Regions from separate parts of the Mus musculus genome. Here region 2 is linked to region 1. The links are chromatin contacts, called in public HiChIP or PLAC-seq maps. All regions are on one chromosome and are shown on one strand. Each heading gives the region's core, a stretch centred on a gene start, on an enhancer-like site or on the middle of the called end of the contact. The rest is flanking DNA. Distances are from core to core; before and after follow the strand shown. Region 1 holds the start of Oxsm (3-oxoacyl-ACP synthase, mitochondrial). Region 2 overlaps Rarb (retinoic acid receptor, beta).

Region 1 (5,415 bases), core at 352-2,851:
AGTGCCTTAATATAGTATCTTAAGAGGAAAATATATTTTGAACAGAACAACCGTTCTTTACCTTAAAGCACCTTCTCCTTCGGGATCGGGGGCAGTTATGTGACCGGCATCACCCGAGAGTCCATAACCCAAAATTTCTGCGTAGATCCGAGCTCCTCTCTGAACAGCATGCTCATGTTCTTCCAGCACCAGCACAGCAGCTCCCTCACCCATGACAAAACCATCTCTCTCTGGATGAAACGGCCGGCAGGCTAGCTTAGGATCTGGGTTTGAGCTCAGAGCCCGGGCTCTGGAAAACCCAGCGAGAGATAATGGACTAATGCAAGAGTCTGTGCCCCCAGCCACCATCACATCTGCGTCACCATGGGCTATGAATCTAAAGGAGTCTCCCACAGCATGTGCACCTGTGGTGCAGGCTGTGGACACTGAGTGATTGGGGCCCTTGAGTTTGTAGCGAATGCTAACCTGGCCTGCAGCCATATTGATCAGAATCTTAGGGACAAAGAATGGGCTGACTTTATTATAACCTTTGGTCTGAAACAGCAAAGCAGTTTCAGAAATAACTTCAAGAGGAACCATGCCCATGCCAATGGCAACGCCAGTAGCCACCTGATCTGCTTCTCGTTTCGGATGCCAGCCGGAGTCTTTCAGGGCCAACTCTGCTGCCCCAACAGCCATGATGGTGGAAGAAGACATGGACTTGGCATCTGATTTGGACACAAAGTTTTCTTCATTAAACTGACCTTCATGTGGACCTCTTGGTACATAAGCAGCTACACTGCAAGGGATATTCTTGTACTCATCACCAACCACAGAAACAATTCCACTTTCTCCTCGGAGAAGCCGATCCCAAACTAGTTGAGTCCCAACGCCAAGTGGTGTCACTAGGCCAATGCCTGTGATGACAACTCGTCTGCGCAACATGGCTGCTGGCACAGTTCCATAAAATCTGTGTTTGCTTATTAACCAAGAATATGACGCTGGATATGGATGGGAGATTGTGGCTTTTAGAAAATGTTGCAAGCATTTTGACAACATGGTTGAAATTCAGAAGATCAGAAACACATTCCTGGAATAGACCACAAGAGACAGCAAGCATCATTTAAACGACAGTAGAATCTTACACACACCCTAGGTGTGACTGTGGTCACAGAGAAATGCAACCCTCGCTTGGACTTAACTTTTATTTGTAATCTATGAGGTCCTTCAGACTGTCAACTGATAGCTAGCTCACTGGGTTTTACAACGCCAACCCACCCTACAGGGGGCATCCTTCTTCAGGCTCACCGAAGATTACTGTACAGTGTGGACTGAGTCCATGTGGCATTTCTAAGATTAATGCACAGGAGGCCGCCTCAGGCCCATTCTGCCTTGTGCACTTTATCTACTTCCGTGTAGGGCAGATAACCTTTCAGGCGGTCCCGCCACAGCCCAGCACCGCCGTATTAGGAAGGCCGGGTGTAACTTCCCGAGCTCAGCGTTAGGAGCTCTCAGGGATTCACAGCCACGCGACGCCCTCCACCCCTACCCTGAAACCCGGGTGCACACTGCAGTCACTACCTGAAACAAGCCTTTGCGGGCGCCCACCGAGTGCGCATGCGCACTCATCCGCAGCGCAGCGTTTCCGCCCGGTGCCTGATGTCAGAGGTCAGACGCTCCGGCCAGAGCTTCCTCCGGGTTCCGGGTTGTGAGTGCCCCGCTCTAGCCTCAGAGCCTGTTTTGATCGCTTGGGAAACCTCACCTAGTCAACAGCGATAATGCCTAGATATTCCTGTGCTGCCAGAGAAGGGCGGCTGTCATTTCCCCAGGACATTCCGGGGAGGACCTATAGCTGTAGCCTCCCTGGTAGCTCTGTAGAAAATATTCATAGAACTCTTCAGAATGTCACCAAGAAACCGAGGTCGTTTGGGGAAACATCTAAATGCCACGTAGACAATAAAATAATACTATGGCTGAATACTTAGAAATGTGCAAAGACGTTGAGAATTTGTTAGGAGACGTTAGTTACAAAACTTTTAAAGGTTTGCAAAGAGATCAGATAATGGTACCGCTCAATTTCAGCACCTGGGCGGCAGAGGATCAGGAGCTCTGTCCTCAGCTGTGGAGAGAGTGCAAAGGGAGCCTGGGCTACCAACCTGAAGACTTTGTCTTTAAAATATAACAAAACCTAACGTCTGTAGTGATCTGCAGTGCTTATGGTGTCCCCTCTACCTCCATTTTTCCTTACCTTTATTTACTTTAGCAAATGATGTAAACAGCTACTTCTGTAACAATAAAAAGGGCTGACTCATGACAGGAAGTGACCAGAAGATTGCCCAATATCTGAAGTGGAAATTCCTGAGCTTACGAAAGTTTTACTTGCTCAGAGATAAATCTGTAATGGATAAGTAGGATAAGTAGCAACACAGCCAGGGGATGTCTATTAACTGTTCAAGTCTGTCCCACGTGTGAGCTTTGCTTTTTCTTCAGATAAAGGATAGACTATGCTATCTTGTAGTCATGATTATATATTTTCTTGTGGGCAATAACCTCTTCAGGCCATCGTTGCCACGTATGCTTGCTTTCCAAATGTAGAAAAGAATCTGAGGTAAGTTTAGCTATTTCCTCATTACTCCTGGATATGATTTATTGTCTACTCTGTCTAAAATGTTTAAGAAAATTCAACTTGTTCCTGATCCAGTAGCTCACCATTTGCTTAGTATGATCTCCCTGCAGTGAAAATTGTGCTGTTTCCTCCAGTACCTTTTGGCAATTTGTTTTACATACAAATTTCTGATCTCAAAAGGCATTGGGGTATGTGGACTGTGGAAGGTTAGCTGAAAGGGGAACTCTGTCTATGCAGCCATGGAGAAGTCATGTCATCATCCATGCTGCAGTGAAACTTTCTGGCCGTGCAGATGCCCTAGGCACTTACTCCTGTAAGGAACCCTTCACCCATGCTCTGAAGTAAGCTGAATAAACTTAGAGTGCCCTAAGTCGGACCTGGGGATTTTGCTTTGATTTATTGTTGTTGCTTTATAAAGAGGCTGGGTATTTGTTTACATCTTCCCAGGGAAAGAATTGTTCTCAAAACAATGCACCCACATAAAACGTGATATAACAAGACCATAATGTATATTTATATTTCTCTCTGTGATCATTTTACTTCCATCTGGAAAGGGTTAAGAAGTTTTTAAAATCATAATAACAGCTATATGTGAATTATTACCGTATTGTTTGCTAAAATATCATGGTGTATTCATGAATACAAATCTTCAACTTGGTTTTGCTTATCATTGCCTCCTCTTATTATTTCTCTGGTTCAAAGCTTTATTTCCAAATACAGTTCTCAATTAAATAAACTTTCTATCCAAACAATTAAACTTCTGTTTGTAATATTATTTTAGCACAAAGGAGACCAAGGTCAGTGCTATCTCATTAAGTCATGAAATGCTTCAAAGAAGTGGACCTAGACTTCAATCTGTAAACTGGGTGAATACATGTGTAGTAACTGAGGGGAAGGCAAGCATTTCAACAGACAGTAGTACAATACGGACAAAACACCAGGACTTTGGGGCCAGTGCCAAATTTGAGAAGCTGGACTTAGTAGATAAAGTTATCTTCCACTAAGCTTTATAGCTTGATAACCTGAATTCCATCTCTCTCTCTCTCTCTCTCTCTCTCTCTCTCTCTCTTTCTCTCTCTCTCTCTCTGTGTGTGTGTGTGTGTGTGTGTGTGTGTGTGTGTGTATTTTGGTTTGGGTTTTTTTTTTTTGTCATTGTTGTTATTGTTGTTGTTCTTTGCTCTGGTTTTTTCTTTTTCCAAGACAGGTTTTACTGTGTAGCCCTGGCTGTCCTGGAACTCACTCTGTAGACCAGGCTGGCCTCAGTGTCACAGAGATCCATCTGCCCCTGCCTCCAAGGGTCGGGATTAAAGGTGTGCATCATCACGGCTCAGCCATTGAGGCTTGCAACCATTTCCAGAACTCTTAACAGTGGAAGGAAAAAAACCAACTCCCAGAAATTGTCCTTTGATCTCCAAATGCCATGGCAAGGGCATGTGTATGCACTTGCTACACACACACACACACACACACACACACACACAAATAAAAATGAGGTGTGGGAGAAATGGCTCAGAGGCAAAGGGATATTTCCAGAAGGTTATGGCGACAGCATATCAGCAGACAGCAAGCATGGTGGCTATAGGAAGAAATGGAAAGTTCACATCCTTTACCACAAGCATGAAGCCAAGAGAGCAAACAAAGGTGTTTTCTCTACTACTTTCAGTGACATACTTCTTCCAGCAAGATGTGCCACCTAACTATTCCCAAACTGAACTACTGACTGGAAACCATGAGTTCAAATACTAGAGCCTGTAGGAAATATTTCCATTCAAACCACCACACTCTACTCCCCGGTCTTCATAGATGCCCTGGAGTCTTTCACAGTCTTAATACTGTTTAAAAGCCCAAAGTCTCTTCTAAGATGCAAAGCATCACAGAATTCAACCTTCAGTAAAATAAAAAGGCAAATCACATATTTCCAATATATGGCACAGATTGCCATCCCAAAAGGTCCAAGTGGGGAATAAGAACATAATGGACCAAACTATGACTAGAATCCAGCAGGACAAAACACCAAATCCTGTAGCTTCGTGTCTTCTGTTAAGGGCTCCACACCTCCAGCTTTCCTGCCAGTAGCCTGCATCTCTCTCTTAGGCTGGTCCTTCTCTATTGACCTCCTTGGCAGCTTTCTCATAGCGTTGATATCTCCAACATCTTGTGGTCTCCACTGGAACCCAAGCTTCCCTTTCACAGCTCTACAAAATGGCCTATCATGACTCTTATTCTCTCAGTATCTTCATGCAGAGAATTCCATACCACATGTTGCCTGGCCTCAGAGGCTCTCAGAAGCCACAGAGGTAGGATCTGTGACACTTCATTCTTGTATCCTTCAAGTCTAAACCTGGCACTGTGGCTGCCAGCCAGGGATGGGGTCACTTGAATCACATTAGCAGCAATACTTTTTCATTCAGTAACTTTCTGGGATCAGAAAAGACTTTAGGCTATTGTACAAGCTGGAAGTTTTGCTGAGTGAGGTCTTGGCTAGAGAGTACCCTTTACCTTTGTTCCAGTACAAGGCAAACTTCTCAACTATGTGAAACATCTTCTCTCTAGCACATGCCTTGGCTGTAGTGTTAAGCTCCCTAGATCTCCTTTTCTCTACAAACAGTACAATTTATCTTGTTTTCTAGCCCAAGTCTTCCCAAAGCCTTCTATAAATATTCCCCTAGCCCCACAAAATAAAACCACATGGTCAAGTTCATCCCAGCAATATCCCACTCTCTTAGTACTCGTTTCTGTCAGTCAGGAGTTTGCATGTTGGTACTCCTTTTCCCTGAACTGGGAGTAATCCAGGGAAATGAGCCCCTACC
Region 2 (5,317 bases), core at 2,213-4,712, 190 kb after region 1:
AGGCTATCATGACTGTAAAAATGCTTCATTTTTTTTTTCATTCGGTAGTTGTGTCATTAAGGAACAAACCACTTTTAATTTAAAGTGACATCATTAACAATTGAACAATGATGTTGGATTAACTGAACTGGCAGTTTCAGTGATACAGAATTCTGCTAGTGCAGTGAAGTGGTGTACTCTATCTGGGCAACATAAGGGAAAGAATGAAGCTTGAGAGCATCAAAAAGCAAGGAGAAGCTTCCACACTACTTAAACCAGAGTGTCTTTAGTGTCATCTTGTACTGTACAGAGGCCCTGGTTCCTTACCGTGAGGCCTGGTTATTCATGAAAGCAGGACGTACAGTGGATGTACAGTGGTTTACTCCACAACCTCGGTGTCTTGGTTATTGAGTATGCAAGACAAAAGAAAGCACCAACATACAGTATAGAAAGAACAGAGCCGTACTTCTATATGTACAAAGTCTTCAGAAACTTAACCAGGGCTAAATCATCTCAACTGGGTCTTTGCCATGCATCTTGACTATTCAGAGAGGAAAGTAGAAGCTTTAAACTAGATTCTGGTGGCATGAAATGGCTGATTTTCAGAATTTGAAAAGTTTGTATTTCTAGGGAAGTTATACAGTAAGGAATATATATTGATACATATGAAAACTTCTTGGTCCTTTTTGAGTTTAACATATTTCAGTTCAAAAACTAAGCAGCAGTAAAAATGTTTTCCTTGCATTTTCAATCTGGAACTGAAGGTCCTGGGGAATGTCTGCAACAGCTGGAAATGTCTCACTGCAGCAGTGGTGACTGACTGACTCCACTGTTCTCCACTGAGCTGGGGGACACGCTGGGACTGTGCTCTGCTATATTCCCACTTGAACTTGGGGTCAAGGGTTCATGTCCTTCAGAATTCTCCAGCATTTCCTGAATGAGAGGTGGCATTGATCCAGGAATTTCCATTTTCAAGGTAATTACACGTTCGGCACCTTTTTCAAGAGATAATAGAACACCTGTCAGATAAGGGCTCAGCTAGATACTAAGAAACCAACATTCACCTTCAGGTGTGTAAAAGTTGTGTAATACATGTATCAAGTCACATGTGTCTTTGTTGAGAAGAACCAACTTATTGGAAGAAAAAACTATAAGGTGTTTACTGTGGGAATGTCAGCCACCAGAATGTCAAGTGTGCTTCGAGATCCCAGTTAGATTGGTTCTCAGGCACAGGCTGATCCACCACTGCCTTTGAAAACAGAATAAGTACTAATAGGGCACACTAGAGGTTCTCAGTCTTTAAGAAAAAGAAGTGGAGATGTGTGATGTGCATATTTGATAGTTGCAGTGCTTCAATCAAATTCGGAATATAAAATTTACAAAGAGAAGTCACTGATGAAAGATCAGGAAAATAAAGGTGAAAGGATGGGCAGTTTCCACAATGGAAAGATTGACTTGAGTCACAGTATGTGATGGTTTTCTGCAACCCAGTCCAGCACCAGGTGGTTTCATGCCACCACACCTCACACACCCCCAACATGCAGCTGGTTAGGTGGAAATATGTCAATAACAAAACTACCTCAGAACCATGTGGCTAGCGTTGCTGGACTTACTGCTAGTATGGGGCTTGGGACATTTCTGTATGTGGCTGCTAGTCCTCAGGTCACTGGCGTGGATATATATAGGGTGATAGGAACACACTTTCTCTCTCTCTCTCTCCCTCTCTCCCTCTCTCTCCCTCCCTCTCCCTCTCTCTCCCTCTCTCTCCCTCTCTCTCCCTCCCTCCCTCCCTCCTCCTCTCCCTCTCCTCTCTCTCTCTCCCCACTTCATTCAATTACATCCATTCAAGTACTAGTGTCTTTTTGCTTCTCTTAATCCTGTGGTGGAAATGAACTTAGAATGTTCCCCTCGGCTCCCTCAAACCAAACTACCAAATGAATAAAAAAAGAAAAACAAAACCAACCCACAAAAAAACTAAAAAACAAGAACTGAGGTTTCTTGTCAAGCAAGTTCATTGTGCATTTAAGCACTTTTGTGTCTTGGCTTGCCAAGATCCTGAGGTGTAGAATCTGCTAATGGGAGGGAACATGATATGTAATAGCGTGGCTGGCTGAGTCATCTCGATAGAAAAGTCCTCTGCACTCAGCTATGAGATGCCTCTAGGCATTTCTGTAATTGCCTGAGTTGCCACATAGACTGAGAATCATGAGGCAAGAGTATTTATATCTCTCAGCCAGGCAAGAATTCCTGTACTCAGAAGAAGTGCCTACACCAGAGCTGCAGCCACAGTGACCTTCATTTGCCTAGGGTTGTTAGGGTGCCATGGAAAAATAGGCTGAGTGTATAGAAGCCTAAGTTATTTGAAAAGCTGGAATGAAATGTACGGAATCAAAAATAAAACCTGGAAAAAGGGAGCGGGGGTGAGGGCTCAGAGCTTGCTCTGAAAGTTGCTTGACTGAGTTGGTGCCCTAGAAAGGTCACAGAGATTGAGGGAGAGAAGTGACTCCATGTAATTGTCCTTTAACCTCCAAGGGCATGCATATGAGCCCCAGCAATAATAACAGTCTTAAAAAACACATCATCTCTGAAGAGTTGCTCTTCTACCCAGCCATCCATTCTAAAACAATTATCTCTTAATATCACTGGGTAGTGGTATCTGCTTTCTGCTTTTACTATCTCCCACCAGAGACACCATCAAAATGTCTTCCTTAGGAAACCTGAGGTGCTCTTAACTACACACACATGAGTGCTCAGACAAGGCTAATTCCTTTTGATTTCTATGAGATAGACATCCCAACTTAAGCAATAATGGGACTCCTGATATTAAAATATGGGCTTTAAAAAGCAAAAGTTGGCCAAGCTCTGTTCTGCTTTCCACCTTTGAAGACATACCTTTCGCGCTGATGCTGCGGAGATCTGTGATTTTCATTAAGATCTTTGGAAACATGTGAGGCTTGCTGGGTCGTCGTTTTCTAATGTAAATCTTTAGTGCTTCCAGCAGTGGTTCTTGGAGCTTGTCTACTTTTGTTGGTTCCTCAAGGTCCTGGCGGTCTGGATAGCAGGAGAAAGTATTCAGTGTTTAGTGATCAGACAGGCTCAGAGACTGCTGGCTATCTTTCCTTGTCTCCTATTCCTCCTGTAAAGTGGCTTTATTTGGTGACTCAGTTGTACACTAAATTGAGTAAATGCAATTGCTTTAAGCAGTGACACTTGAAGATGCCCCCTTAGTAAGCTCATTTGATGTCCACTTGCTCAGGCCCAGAGGCAAGAATTACCTCTCATGGCCAGATGGTGTCAGTATTGAGCTGAACAAAAGAACCCTGGGCAGCCTGTAAAAGCCAGGTAGATAACCTTTCCCCTTCATTACAACCATTACTTTTGAACTAAAGTTGGCTTCTGGTTAGCCAGCAGGGGTCACTACAAAGAAGGGGCCATACTTTATTCCAGCCCACCAGGTAGGCACCTGTATGGTGGGGAAGACCAAGAGGTGATTTGAATTCAAATAACATGTGATTTGTGTAGGTCATCACTAAAATGTCCTTAGGCACACAGCAGTACAATCCTGCTTTTACAAAAGCACCTGTTTCCCACAAGAGAAACAGAACAAACTCATTTTGGCATTTCTTTTGTTTTGGCAGAAGGAGCTCAAACACCAGTACTTAGTTTGCAACAGAAAGAAGTACAACGCCTTTCTCATGCCAAAGAACCCCAGTGGAGATCTCTTCTGTGCCTTTGTAATTGCTCTGTTGGGGTCTGGTGACGGTTTCTAAGGAGTCAGTACCTCCACAGATTAAACAGATGGCACTGAGAAGGCCTGTTTCTGTGTCATCCATTTCCAAAGGCAGGAGCTGGTTGGCAAAGGTGAACACAAGGTCAGTCAGAGGACCGAAGCCAGCATTGTGCATCTGAGTTCGATTTAGTGTAAGGCCATCAGAGAAAGTCATGGTGTCTTGCTCTGGGGTATACCTGGTACAAATTCTGAGAATCTGGAAGAAAAAAAAGTATGCATGTACACTTGCTGCATCATTTATGACGGCCTGCCCTGACAGCACTGACCAGATCTATGGTAGAAGAAAAAGGAGCCTGGGTCATCTGGACAGTATGCCCCACTGTTGAGGTTGATAGGAATAATATGTAGGACTCACATTTTGAGAAATAACTTTTTACTAAAATAAATCATCATTTGATTGAAATATCTATTTCTTGAGTACTTACCTCTCAGGCACTAAGCCAGGTACTAGTGCAAAGAAGATTAACAAGATTCTATTTTCAAAAGTTTAGTCAACCAAAAATAAGTAAGGATGATCCTTACCAACTGTGATAGCTAATCTTCATGTCGACTTTATGGGATCTAAACTTGCTATGGGAACACACATACTTCTAGGCATGTCTGAGTGATGGTATTTCACAAGGGCTAAACTAATCAGACAAGATGTACCCTGGATGTGTGTGGCACACACTCCAGAGACTAGGAGCTTTCAGACTGAAAACAACAACAACAACAACAACAACAAAAAGCTGGCATTTTCTTGACTCTGGGTACAATGTGGCCAGTTGCCTCACAGTCCTACATACATGGCTTTCTTATCATTGTGGCTTCTATTCTCAAACCATGAGCTCAAATAGAACTCCCTTAACTTGTGTCTTTCAGATATTTGGTTGTATCCACAGGAAGGTAACTATAAGAAGTCTTTATTAGATACTTAGCATGCCCTATACCCAGTCTTTCAGATGAACATCCTATAGTTTAAGCTGAGGGGTAATGAATCTGACTCAAGGAAAGCCCTCTTATAATACAGTGTGTTTGTAGCTACACAGCCATCATGCCATAGACAGGAACAGAGGCAGCAGACTGCAGGGGTTAGGAGGAAGTCAGGGTCAGAGTTGGGGAGAGGGTGTTTGCACCCTACCATGGAACGCAAGTAGATTCTCTACTCTAGAAGGTACTCCCTCCTTGTGCTTATTGTTACTGTCCAGACCTACATGTGCTCCATACCCTCTGCCACATCATCCCACAGAACGCCTGCCTTCTCTCACCGTAAAGGCCTTAGGCCTGGTGAGCTCCAGCAGTCTCCAGTCCTTCCCTAGGGCCTACCTGGTCTACAAAAGGGTATACAGATACTAGGTAGCAGGCCATCACTGAAGGCCAGTGAGGAGTCACTCTCCTGATCATAATGGAGAGGGATACAAGGAAGGAAAGTCCTATCAAATCCCAGAGACCTCTGAATTTTTGTCAATTCAGTGAAATTCCAACATCTGGAAAGGATTCTCCAGATCTAGAAAGTAACTGAGAAGTGGTCTCCTCAGAAGATCCTAGAAGCCTCCAACTCCCTCTTCC

What was found. HiChIP or PLAC-seq counts read pairs in DNA pulled down with a chosen protein or histone mark.
Region 2: an H3K27ac HiChIP or PLAC-seq map of embryonic stem cells shows a contact between it and region 1, with 2.7 times the contacts expected there. The contact joins the enhancer-like site here to the promoter of Oxsm in region 1. A contact is called at or near these places in 3 of 39 promoter capture datasets (the 3T3-L1 cell line, the HPC-7 cell line and pre-B cells), 3 of 484 Hi-C or Micro-C datasets (differentiating embryonic stem cells and embryonic stem cells), 4 of 115 datasets of contacts at active chromatin or transcription factors (acute myeloid leukemia, bone marrow-derived macrophages, embryonic stem cells and 1 more) and 2 of 9 other capture datasets (adipose tissue and liver).

What each region holds. Positions count from the first base shown.
Region 1 is chr14:16,241,730-16,247,144 of GRCm38.p6, forward strand. It overlaps Oxsm (3-oxoacyl-ACP synthase, mitochondrial), which reads right to left and starts at 1,602. Exons shown (of 3, transcript NM_001359883.1): 1 at 1,561-1,602; 2 at 62-1,069. The coding sequence starts at 1,038.
Region 2 is chr14:16,431,294-16,436,610 of GRCm38.p6, forward strand. Rarb (retinoic acid receptor, beta) reads right to left here. Exons shown (of 8, transcript NM_011243.2): 6 at 3,761-3,965; 7 at 2,872-3,030; 8 at 1-974. The coding sequence ends at 778. Among named protein-coding and RNA genes, the nearest start is that of Top2b, 69 kb to the left of the region's middle. Within about 2 kb of position 3,463, at least 60 of the 459 cell types and tissues checked have an H3K27ac peak or open chromatin away from gene starts, as enhancers often do. A contact at or near this core is called in acute myeloid leukemia, differentiating embryonic stem cells and embryonic stem cells, where this site is marked.